2 separate regions of the Urocitellus parryii genome follow, and region 1 is linked to region 2. A link is a contact called in public Hi-C data. All regions are on one chromosome and are shown on one strand. The core of a region is the stretch at or near the end of the contact, and the rest is flanking DNA. Distances in the headings are between cores, read along the strand shown. Region 1 holds the start of LOC113175926 (lysine-specific demethylase 5C). Region 2 holds the start of LOC113175931 (ubiquitin-like modifier-activating enzyme 1).

The links. Hi-C and Micro-C count contacts between places; a contact is called where the count stands out from the background.
Region 1: a contact with region 2 is called in a Hi-C map of muscle, with 3 times the contacts expected there. The contact joins the promoter of LOC113175926 here to the promoter of LOC113175931 in region 2. A contact is called at or near these places in 2 of 2 Hi-C or Micro-C datasets (liver and muscle).

The regions. Positions count from the first base shown.
Region 1 is chrY:4,754,496-4,761,452 of mUroPar1.hap1, forward strand. It overlaps LOC113175926 (lysine-specific demethylase 5C), which reads right to left and starts at 2,542. Exons shown (of 27, transcript XM_026380291.2): 1 at 2,531-2,542; 2 at 2,045-2,208; 3 at 817-894. The coding sequence starts at 2,194.
Region 2 is chrY:4,518,763-4,525,224 of mUroPar1.hap1, forward strand. LOC113175931 (ubiquitin-like modifier-activating enzyme 1) reads left to right here and starts at 3,347. Exons shown (of 22, transcript XM_026380305.1): 1 at 3,347-3,425; 2 at 5,050-5,166; 3 at 5,294-5,349; 4 at 5,520-5,688; 5 at 5,775-5,909. The coding sequence starts at 5,050.

The sequences.
Region 1 (6,957 bases), core at 1,292-3,791, 230 kb after region 2:
TATACTATACTTCAGGCTTTACTATGTACCTTCCCATGAATATCCACAAAAAGCTCAAATAAGCTGGGTCTTCAAGAGGAAATAAGGTGATACTTTAAATGAAAAAGTCTTCAGAGGCTACATTTAAAGAATTATGCAGGGCTTAAAGATGGCTTGCTCAAGACTTTTTAGGCTCTATTTAATGTTTTCCTTCAGATAGCCAACTACAGATAAAGCAATCAAAAAAAAAAAACTAAAATATTTTTCCATTCTATGTCAAATATTATCAAAATTCATTTTCTGAAAATTATCCCTTTTTAACTTTTCAGTCAAATGAAGCTTCCAGTACCCATTCTACTGAAAATCACAGCAGTAAAACAAAGTGTCAGTAAAACAAAATTGAATACTAATTTGAATATGAACACTTGGTTGACTGTTTTAAGAGGCAATCTTTGCTTCTGAGCGTTTACTTTACTCAAGATGTTTTAAAGGCCCTTTTACTACCTTGAGAAAATTCAAAATGATAAGAAAGGTTGATATAGGAAAAGAAATGAGAAACTAATTATTTATCTGTTTTTGATAGCTCTAAGCTCACTCTATTGCAGAATACATGAATCATTTCCAGAAATTTAAGGCCTTCCTCATAATCCCACCTTTTACAACAGTAATAATAAATTTTCAAAAGACTTCCTGAAAAATCAATACTCTAAGAGGAAACTGTAGTTAAAATTAAACATGCATGATTTCAAAGCCTAGATCCTTAACTACATTATTATAAAACTAACAGACAAGATTAAAACTTAGGTTCCTCTATAAAAGTGAACTTCACAAACTTACTTCCAGTTCATTCAGCCTCTGGATTCGAGGAGTAAATCTAAAGTTGTCAACTTCTACTGCAAAAGGAGGTTGCCAATCCTAGAAGTTAAAAAAAAAATAGGTGATTACAGCACAATGGAGAAGAAAGAGGATGAGAATTATAATCATTTGTTCCCTCCTTCCTGGTACTTATTTGCATTTTCAAAAGCTTCCAATGATTGCTTCTTGAAAAGAAAGTTAAAAAAGAAGAGCCATAAGGAAAAAAGCCTATTAATAAATGCTCTTCTTCCTCCTTAACACTCAAAAATCAAAACGAATAAAAAAACCTCCACATCCTAAGAGCCAACTTTACAGAAGGAAAAAAGAGAAAAGACATAAGTGAATAAAAGTATGTCTTATGAAGAATGAAAATAAACCTAATGTGAACAAAATTTATTTTCAAACCTAACCCAATATTTCTTCTTACCCTCAGTACTCTGGAAAAGTTGCATCTAACTATAATTATCAATTCTAAGAGAAATATGAACATATAAATAGAAAAAAAGCAAATGTGCAGAGTAAAAACCTGCCAAAAGAGCAGTAGGCTGTGCATAAATTTAGCCATCATTGTAGTTAGAAATTTAAGGCCTTAAACATTGTTTTGTTTAAATAATGATTCATTTGTCAGCATTCTTTATTTTTAATCAAAGCAGGGTATGTAGCGCAGTTGGTAGAGTACTTGCACAAGGCCCTGGGTTCAATCTCCCAGCAACTCCAAAAATTTAAAGAAATATTTTTTTAAAAGACACACTTTTAATTAAGCCAAATTCCTACCAGTTTCAATTAATAGTTTCAAATCATCAACAGAAAAGGCCTTTCCGCATGCTCCGTGCCTTTTTGTTTGTTTTTACACACTCCCAAGTTAAGGGAGAGAGAAAAAAATCCCAGGCCAAGTTGCTAATAACAACACAAATTTCTGTCTTATTCGCTGTTTCTGTTATTAAATCAAGCACTTCTGACTACGTTAATTTCTTCAGCATATGGCTCTTTGCAGAAACATTCCACGTCAAATCTTCATAACAAAGAATTTGGCAATTGGTCAAGTTTCCTGAGGCCCGGACTTAATAAGTAAGATAAGAAATGAGTTAGAAAGATTTAAATCTCAACTCTGAGGATCTAAACTTCAGATTCATAAATCTGAGGCCTTGTTAAATAAGGGAAGCCTAACGCAAATGAAAGCATTACCCTACTCCACGTTAAGCATACTTACCGCAGGTGGGCGTATCTTGCAAATGCCGGACTTCTCTGCAATCGGCCTGATCTTGGCTATGTAGCCAAGGGGGTCTCGAAATTCTGCCCAGCTAGGTTCGAACACCGGGCACTCAGGCGGCGGTAGGAAATCTTCGGACGCTGGCTCCATGTCCGACCTGAGTACTAAGACGCAAAATAAAATTCAATCTTTTCAGCGATGCATGGAACTTCCAGCTAAACACCGCGGCCGCAGGAACTTTACTTGCTTCCAAATTCCAGAGTTAGTTTAATCCCTGAAGCTGTTTACCAAACCTCGTGGCTCGCAGTTTTGCAGCCACCATCTTGACTATTCAGTGTTCCGCCTACTAATTCCGTGTCACTCCGCGGATCTATACTTCAGGTGTTATCTCCAAACCTGACACTCGTTTTACATGCTAAGTAAAAAATGAAAATGGAGGACCGAGTTCACCACGGGAAAATATTTTCAGCCTGACGGTTAACCCACCTAACTTAAAGAGTTCTCGAGCGGAACGGAAGGGAAGATTTTAAATAGTATCGCCGGATCTTTTTTCAAGGGAAGCATTGCGCACGTCACGCCTGCGCAGTAAACAGAAGGAGTGTAAAACCAGCAAGTGCGGTTGAGCAGAGAGAGAATTACTACCACAAGATTCGGCTCAGTATTTCTTAGTAGGTTAATTTCTTCAGTGTACGCATAAATGGGATTAATATTTCTAATGAATAATGAGAAGCAAAACAATGTTTCTATTTTTTCTGCGGGTGTAAGCTACAAGGAACTTAATGTGTTTACGAAAGTCCATACCAACAGCATATTAAGCCTTAATGTATTTCCAGACACGTACTGTTTGTTGGCTTTTGTGAAGAAAACTGTTACTACAATTTTATGATCATGTTACAATTATGTTCATGTACAATGTTCCACTTACACTTAACTTTCCTTGTATATATTTGTTATCATTGCACTTCAGACAGGAAAAAGGTGCTAAAAAACTTGTATAAAATGTGTTATCCAGTGTACATAAAATATACAGAACATGATTTTAAAAGAAGACACTGTGGGCAGGGGAGCAAAGCAAACTTTTGAACTGGCAATAACAGTTCTTTCATGTTTAATGTTGAAGCACAACGCAAATAACTAAAAGAAACTGCCAGAAATCCAGTCTGTCAATGCAAACAAAACTCCAAATCTCCCACTCCCCCGCCCCAGCCAAGGACACACACTTTATCAACAGAAAGTGACCAGATAGTAAATACACCATAGTAAGTGTCAAATGATAAAATAAAATTAAACAATTTTCTAGTTCCTTTTCTCTCAGAGATAACATATTTAAGAGAAAACCCGGAAAATGGTTGATCAGATTGATAAATGAGGAAACATTTCTTTTTAGAAGAGTATTTCAACTACACCTTGATAAATGAGGAAATGTTTCTTTTTAAAAGAGTATTTCAACTACACCTTGATAAATGAGGAAACATTTATTTTTAGAAGCGTATTTCAACTACACCTTGATAAATGAGGAAATGTTTCTTTTTAAAAGAGTATTTCAACTACACCTTGATAAATGAGGAAACATTTCTTTTTAGAGAAAATATGTATATTTGACTGAGTCTGGCTTACTTTCATTAACATGATAATCTCCTATTCGTTTTCCTGCAAATGGCATGATTTTTTCTTTTGTATGATTACAATTGCATTCATATACCACATTGCATTCATATACCACATTTTATCCATTTATTAATTGATGGACACTTAGTTTGATTCCATTACTTGGGCAATGGGAATCTTGTCTTGATAAATGTGGATATGCTGAATTCACTTCCTTCAGATACATACTAAGGAGTAATGCAGCTGGATCGTATGATAGTTCTCCTTTTAGTTTGGTGAGAAACTGCCACACTATTTCCATAGTGGATGAACTAATTTACATTCCCCTACATTTATTCCTATTTTTATTATTGATGATTGCCATCTGACCAGGATGGGAGGAAATCTCAAAGAAGTTTTGATTTGCATTTCCCTGATACCTAAAGATGTTTGAAATAAATTGTGTAACATTGGTCACATACTTTATGGAGAATTATTTGTTCAATCTATTCTGTTCAGTTTATTCTAAACAACACATTAAATGTGGATTTGGGACAAACTTGAGTTCAGGTTGCCTTCTAGTGCTGAAATAGTGACAATCACATTAACCTTAGTCTTGGGGCAAACCAAGACTGTAACCTTGCAATAGTTTAAAGATCCACAGCATAGAGAAAAGGAGCAACTAGCCTAGAATTTCTTGAAGGACAAGAAAAAACAAATTCAAATTATAAAGACTAAAATGAGTACTCAATTCTTTAATGTACAGATGGCATATGCATTTAAGCCAACAAATCTTCAAGAAAGCATGACCTCAACAAATGAACAATTGATGTCACTTGTTATGAGCCAGGATATAAGTGCCTTCACCAGACAAATTCCATTTCATAAAGAAATGCTTCTCCCATGAGAAAACTCCCACCTCTGCACCCCACATCTCTCTTAGCACACCCTGTTTGTCAATGGCATAGTGGCATAGTGATTGAAAAATATTTCTTTTATTCTTGTACAATGTATTCTCTGGCAGTGTACCCTGACTTGAGTCACTCTGGCCCATTTCCTATGTTGCCATGGTATTGAATTACTGACAGCTTGTGGTTTGGAGCTATAAAAACGTATCCTACCTTCTACAAAGGGTCAAAGTTTGCAGAGGTAACTTGCTTGCTGCCCTTTTCTCCTGCAGGCAAATAAAGTTCCATGTTCCACTTCAAGACTGACCTGGTGATTTATTTCAAACATGCCATAAGCAAAAAACTTTTGGATGCAGAATTCAAACAGTTTCTTTAAGGAAATTAAGTGAGCTTCAAGAAAACATAGGAGAAGATTCAATACTCTGAGAAATTTAACAGTGAGTGAGTAATCAATTGAAAAAAAAAGAACAGATTATTCAGTTTAAAAGTACACTAAGTGAAATTTACAACATGATAGGAGGCATCAGTAACCAATTACATCAAACAGAAAAAGAGATACTGAGTTTAAAAGCAGGCTACTTGAAAATACAGTCAGAGAAGATTTTAAAGGGGAAAGAAAGAAAAATGGAAAAAGCTCACAAGACATTTTATATCTCATTGAAATGCAAATATTTAAATTCTCAGAGTTCAAGAAGGAACTGAGAATGCCAGAGGAGATAAAAATATAAAGCTAAATGGACTAGGGATATTCCTTAGTTGATAGAGTGTTTGCCTCACATGCACAGGGCCCTGGGTTCAATCCCTAGCACCACCCACTCCCCTGGAACAAATATATATATGGCTAAAAGCAGGAGGAGACTAAAAAAACAGAAAGTGTAGGGAAAGAAAAAACACTTAGGAACAGAAAGATCAAAAGGCCCCCCAGTATACCCTAAGACATCCAGTGATCAATCTCTCCAAGTTTAAAGATTAAGAGAAGATTTTCCTGGCAGTCAGAAAAAATAAATGAGTATTGCACAAATGCTGAAAGCAGACTTCTTAGCAGAAATTCTACAAGTCAAAAAGAGAATGTCATGATATTTTCACAGTTCTGGAGGAATTAAGCAAAAAACACTGCCAACCAAGAATACTGTAGCCAGAAAAGATTTTTTTTTTTTAGGTGGACACAATATCTTTATTTTATATTATGTGGTGCTGAGGATTGTGCCTCATGCATGCTAGGCAAGCACTCTACCACTGAGCCACAACCCCAGTCCCAAGTTGTTTTTTTGTTTTGTTTTGTTTTGTTTTGAAAAGGAGAAAATAAGAAATTCTCAAACTGAAGCTGAAATAATTTATCAACACCAGAACTGCCCTACAAAACCATGTAAAAGAAGTTCCTCAAACCAAAAGAAATGCTAAAGACTAAAGTGGAAATATTAGAAGGTATAAAAATCACAGTTAACAATATAAAGACCAAGTAAGAATACTTGCATATTTTACATGGTAGAAACATGGTTAATATCTTTATTATGAAGACAAAAAACACGTCAAAATGAAAGTAGTAACTACATTATTGTTCCAAAAAGTAGAAAATAAAGAAAGATTAATTGTGAATGGATTAATTTACCTAGTTAAAAGGCAAAGAGTAACTGATGGAGTTTGAGTAAAGACCCACTTGTATTATGCTTCCAACTCTAAGAGCTCACTTCAACTCTGAGAACACACATAGACCACAATAGTTGGATGGCATAAGATGTTCCATGCAGATGGTATACAAAGAAGGCAATAATAGCATTTAAAGTAGCATAGACTTTAGATCAACCACAGCAAAGGTAGGGGAAAAGGCCATAGGATGGTAGATGGATCAACTCAGCAAAAAAGAAATAATTTACAAACCAACTTGCATGCAGTATTGAAACCCAAATATCTCTGGGACCCCTTAGGGATTCCAGTACACTACTTCAGTGGGTAGTCACATTAGAGACAGTTTTGAATAATGACTTTATTTAAATATGATGAAAATTCTATGCTCTGGGAAAAGTGAACTAGGATGCAGAGAGAAATAAAATGTTCTGCCTTCCAGAATCAGCAGATCAGGGAACATGCCATCTGAAAGTAGAATATGACCAGTAATGTCATGTTCCCAAGACTGAGAAAGCAAAAATAATGAGTAGCATGTCACATGGATCCCATCCCAACCACACCCAGCATATATCTTGGCAATGGAGACATTGAGAGATCTGTCACATGCTACCTTTGCCCATCCCCAGAGAAACAGCTTAAAAATTCTGAAGTGTATGCATGCCTGTAAATATTACATACCATAGGTCATTCTGGCTAACAACACAGCTGAGTTTCAGCAACCAATCATTCCCAATAGATATTTCATAGTTACAACTGAAAAAAATTAAAGGCTGAAAAATTCTTAGCTATCAC
Region 2 (6,462 bases), core at 2,097-4,596:
TGCCCAGTTTACTATCATTTTAACTGGTACTAATCTGATCCTCTTTTTCCCTGAGTTGTGGTACCCTTGAAAAATAATCTGTGTTTTTCTTGCAGGTAGTCATGACAGGGAAGTACAAAAGCCTGATCTCATCAAATTTTTATCACCTTTCCCCAAATATTTCATTATGAGACACGAGTAAGATATTTCCTATAATACTAGTATAATATAAAGCTGTATTTGACTTGACAGAGAGCTCATCCAAAATGAAAAAGGTTTTCTTTATACATCATTAGCCAAAACAATTATAGAGAAAGAATTAAAATTTGAAGATATAATGTCTGAGAATATCCTAAATTTAATGAAAAATGTCAGTCTACATATTCAGTTAAACAAACTCAAAGCTGAGCAAACCCAAGGAGATCCAAACCAAAACATATTGTGATTAAAGGTTAAAGACCAAAGGAAGATCATGAAAACAAAGAGAAATAACTCCACAGATAAAAAAGATTTGTAATAATATTAACAGGTAATTTCTCATTAAAAACCATGGATGTCAGAGTCAGTGGTATGATTTACTCAAAGTTCTAAAAGAGAATAACTGTCAACCAAAAATTTGATTTTATTATTTCTTAATCTGTCATTTTAACTCATATTAACTGTATAAATTGATGTGATTCACTGATATTTCCGTACATGCACATATCATGCATTTTTCTAATTTAGGGAGTTTTTGACGCTTTTCCAAAAAGGTGTTCAACAACCTCTTTTCTACAAGCTTCTTTTCTACAGCTTCTAACTTATTCTCTCCTTTCCATTTCCCTATCCCTAGTGACCAATATTCCATTTTATATGTCTGCTTAGGGGTTTCATTGAGTTAGATCATGTGATATTTATCTTCCACTATCCGACTGGTTTCACTTACTATTCTCAGTTGCATACAAGAAGGTATAAATGACAGAATTTCATTCTTCTTATGGTCAATTAGTATTCCATTAAGTAAATATACCACATTTTCTTCATTTATCTGTGAAGGGCATCAGTTGTGAATAATGCTATATAGTAAATATGGAAATACAACTCTTGTTTTGGTATAAGCATTTCAGATCCTTTGAATGTATACCAAGTAGTGGAAGTGCTGGGTCATATACAGTTCTGGTTTTAGTTTTTTGAGTAATCTCTATACTTTTTTGTAATGACTATACTAATTCACTTTCCCACCAGTACTGTGTTTTAGAGTATGTTGTATCGCATCCTAGTCAGCATTTGTTATTTCTTGTCTTTCTAATGATTGTCTTCTACTGAAATATGATGATATCTCATTGTGGTTTTGATTTATATTTTTCTGATGAGTAGTGAAAAAGAATTTTTTTTTGCATTTTTTTTGTTCGTGTTCATTTGTGTATCTTCCTTTAAAGTATCTGTTTAGTCTTTAACCCATTTTTAGTTGGACTTTTTTGGGGGTTGTTTGTGTGTCTACAATTTTTTTAGTTCCATATATATATTTTGGATGTTAAGCTCTGATTGGATATATAATTTGAGAATTTTTATTCCTTTTCTATAGGTTGTTTTTGAATTCTCTTGATTTTCTTTGCAGAAACTTCTTAGATTGACAGATTTCTATTTTGTCATTTTTAGTTTTATTGCTTATGATTTTGAGGTCTATCTAAAAAACTCATTGCCTATATCATAGTATTAAATATCATAGTTCACCCTACATTTTCTTGTAGTAATTTTATGTTTTCATATTTAAGGTTTAGGTTTTTGGTACACTTTGTGTTTGTTTTTGTGTCTAATAAGAGAAAGGAATGTAGTTTAATTCTTCTGTACAAGTATGGCCACTGAGCAACATCTTCAGTGCTGCCCTGCCCACACACACTTTTTTTGAAACAGGTCTTGCTTGCCCTTTATTTCTTTCGTCTAATTGTTCTTGCTAAGACTTCCAAATCTGTTTAAGTAAAAGTGGTATAAGTGGACAAGTTTGTCATGTTCCTGATCATAGAGGAAATGTTTAGTCTTTCAGTGATTGGGGCCTCACTAAGTTGCTGAGGCAGGCTTTGAATTTGCCATCTTCCTCCTCTGAAGTCACTGGGACTACCGGCATGTGTCACCACACCTGGCTTAATTTGCCAGTGTTTGATGGCTTTGTCAAAAATGAGTGGACTATATGTTTGTGGATTAATTTCTGAGTTCTGTATTGTATTCCACAATGATCTATAGATTCAATTCAGTCCCTATCAACAGTCCAATGACATTCTGTTTTCCCATTATTCTTTGTGTTTTAATAACAGAATCATTCAACTTTAGCAAATATAGTTTTGTAGTGAATTTTGAAGTAGGTATTGTGATGCCTCTAGTCTGGTATTTTGGTACTTTGGCTGTTCTGGGTCTTCTGTGTTTCTATATGAATTTTAAGATTGGTTTTCTATTTCTGTGAAGAAATAATTGGAATTTTGGTGAAAATTTCATTGAATCTGTAGATAACTTTGGATGGTATGGTTATTTTAATTATTTGTGTATGTGTCCTCTATAATCTGACAGTTTTTTTTTGTTGTTGTTGTATAGGTCTTTCATTTCTTTTGTTTATTTCTAAATATCTAATTTTAAGAAGCTGCTATAAATGGGATTTAATTACTTTTTTTACAAGTTCATTACTTATGTACAAAAAATGTCATTTTTGTATGTTAATTTTGTATCCTGACATTTTACTGAATTTGTTTTTAAATTGTAATAATCTTGATGGAGCGTTAAAATGTATCCAATTAACATTAATAAATATTTAATTCACTATATGCCAAACAGTGTTCTATAGGTTTTTCATATGCTAGGTTTTTCTTTTCCTTAAAACTAAATATCGGGTTTTACAGTGAAGTATAATAGGAGTATGAGACGGAAATTACACAACCTTGAGAACAATTTAGGAATCTTAAACTTATTGTGTGTGGCGCAGGGCAGGGTTGAACCCAGGTCTTCGGGTATACAAGGCAAACAGTCTACAAACTGAGCTATATCCCAGCTCATGGCATTTTAAACTCTTAAATCAAATGCTAATTTAAAAGCCCATGAGCGATTATGACTTATTCGGCATTGTCTACCTTTGTTGCAAAACTTTTTTTTTTTTTTTTTTTTTTTAAGAACGGGCTTTTCTAAGTTACCTGTGGTCTTGTGCCATACATAATTTATGATCAAAAGGCATAATTCTTAAATGGCCCTTCATTGTCCAAGAGTTCTTCGTAAATGGAGCTAATTAATATCCATTTTACTGACTCCAACCACCAGATGGAGTTATCTCCTCAGTCCTGTACGTAATTGAGTCGTAGGAGGACTGTTTACGTCATACATCATTCATAAGTAGGCGTGGCTCGTCTGCATCCTGGTTCCCGGAGGATCAAAAGTTTTGTTTCGGCCTCAGGCTCTGCGGTCGCCATCTTGTTCCTGTGGCTAAGGTGAAGGAGGTATCTTCTGTGGGAGGACCACAATCACAACTGCCCAGGGAGGGGAAGGCAGAGGTTGCAACTGTCGGCGGCCCCCAGTCTGCGGGGAGGAGGAAGTAGGAAGAGGGTGGCAGCCGAGTTTGACTTCGGCTCCTTTGGCGGCGCGACCCAGGAACCAGCATTGGTAACAAACGGCCTTACTGGGCGCCTAGCCCCTGGTAGAGGCGTCGGGAGGCATTGGAGGGGCCTGGGCCGGCGCTGAGCAGGACTCGATTTTTCTGGGGCGTACCGCGGTAACTGGGACCTTAGCTGGGGTGAGGGGAGGCGGAGCAGATCGCAGCCTGGTTTCTTGTTATCCCGAGGTTACCGGGCGGCTTAGGGACAGTTTAGGGACTCCAGACCCACAGGATCTTTATTTTTCTCCTTGTATTTTTCTTTTTTTCACCCTTTATTTTGCTACTCTGGGCATCGAAACCCGGGAAATGTACATGTTATTTCGCCACGCTTTTTTTTTTTTTTTTAAACAGTCTCGGGCCCAATATTTGGAATCAAAAACTTAATCACTTTCCTAGATTTTGTGTTTTAGAACTCCTTTGAGTCTCAGTGGATTTTCGCCAGTTTCAGTATTTCTAATCACAGCTAGTTTCACGAGTCTTTAAAGATCCTCCAGAAGTATTTGTCTTCCTGAAGGGGCCATATATCTAGAAGAGTGTATTTGCCTATTTATTTTAACTAAACATTTTTCCTGACATGGCTATTCACACATCGCAGGATTCCATCAAAGTCAACTTTCATAATCCAGAAGGAGACACATGGGGTGGCAGGGAAGGGGAAGTGAAGTGGGGAGGGGAGAGTGTGTGTTGTTAACCATCTTGAGCCTCCTAATCTCTGTGATAGTCCTTCCCATCCCCACATCCTCAGCCTAGCCTCAAAATGTGTATCCAGGACTTTGACCTACCTTTCCAGAATTTTTTTGTAAGAAGTTTCCTAAAATCTGATTTTAAAGACTATTTTCCCTCCACTCACCTTCAGAAGCATCCCTAAGTCCAGAATTTGACCCAACTCCTGCTCTCTTCTTATCAGTAACCCTGAGTTAAAAGCTGTCCTTTAGAGAACCTTCCCAGCATCTGTTTTTGAGGAGTGCTCTAATCCCATCTCTTTTTTTTGGTTCACATAAATCTTGGTGTTTCCCCTCCAAACCAGACTTCAGGGAGGATTATTTGAGCAAATAGTCTTCCATCATAGAGGTACTGTCTTTCTCACTTGTTCTTATCATAGCCTCATAGACCCTAACAGATTAGATTCTCATCACCCTTACAGAGACTCACTCCACTAACTTTATCTGGGTCCCAGCTCTGCATTCAGAAGTAGGGTTCAAAATTGGTTTCACTATTATTTGTCAGAAACCCAGTCCATCTTTAGAATCTACCAGTGACTGGTTTTTGAATCTTTTCTGTTCTAAATTATTCATGTTTATTCTCCCCTTTCTACATAGTCTTAGGTCCCAAGTATACCCTCTATGTGTTTCTCTTTAGAATAGGAATGTATTGTAGATCTTCTCTTTTCCCAGAATTACTTTCAACAGAAAAATCCTCCGCATTTGTGCCTCACCTCTTATGTTCATTTTTCTCTCCAGATGTCCAGCTCACTGCTGTCCAAGAAACGTCGAATATCTGGACCTGATTCAAAGCTGGGTTCTAACTGCTCTCCTACCTACTCTGTGAGGTTTGAAGTGCCCCCAGGACCAACAAACGTGAGTGCCTTCTTTCTGAACACTGGCAGGTGGCTTGTAGAGTGGTTGTAGGGAAATATCTTTTTTCAGCTATTAAAACCAGATTTTGTTTATCTTATCTTGAATGTTTTTTTCAATCCTTCCATAGGGAATGCCAAAAAACAGTGAAACAGACATAGATGAAGGTCTTTACTCCCGTCAGCTGTAAGTCTGACAAAAGTGGGACATAAAAAGTTGGAGTAGGCACAGCAGGATTGTGGGTAGATTACAATCCTTTTTTGTCAGATAAATAAATGTGGTGGTCTCAATTTTCTTTCAGTACAAGGTGGGTAGGGTTGGATGGGTCCAGCTTTTACTGAGATCTGTCTCGGCAGGTATGTATTGGGTCATGAAGCAATGAAGCATCTCCAGACATCCAGTGTGTTAGTATCAGGCCTACAGGGCCTAGGTGTGGAAATTGCCAAGAATATCATCCTTGGTGGGGTCAAGGCTGTCACCCTTCATGACCAGGACACTGCTCAATGGGCTGATCTCTCCTCTCAGGTACTTCTTCTTGACTCCCTTTCACAAAATACCAGTCTTCCTTAAACTCTGCATCTATTTTAGTTCTTCCTTCTTTCCCTTTGTAGTTCTACCTGCATGAGGAGGATATTGGTAAAAATCGAGCTGAGGTATCTGAACCCCGACTTGCTGAACTTAATAGCTATGTGCCTGTCAGCACCTACACTGGACCCCTTGTTGAGGACTTCCTTAGTGATTTTCAAGTACGTGAGTGTTACCCTGCATGCTGCCTAATTTTTACAAATAATTATATGTCTTATTTGTTAATGTTTTGGCCTTGTATATTAGCTTTTGTTCTGGAAGTTAGGGGATATACATAGGCAGCAATTAAACTCTTATCTTTTTGGGTGGGTGGTGAATCTCCTAATCTAGGAAGCCATACATTTGTGGTGTAGTGGTTTTCAAACACAACTTGGAGCTAAACTGCTCTCATGTTAAGTCTGGAACTCTTTTGTTTGTGTAACCAGGAACAAGCTTCTTCTGTGTTAGTTTTTTCTTTCTGTAGAGTAAGAACAAAAGCAATGTGTATTGTTAACAGAATTTTTTTTTTTTTTTTAGGGTCAATCTTAAAATAGTAGTAGGTAGTTAGTGTTAGAGATGTTTATTAAATAAGAGGAGCTTTGGGTGCTTTTATGTTGCCCTGACGACTATGATATTAAAACTCTTGAAACAGAAATGTAAACTTATTTTGGTGAATAGGAAAGGGAATTCAGACAGAAGTTCCATAATATATTTTCATTTTCTTGAGAATTGGAA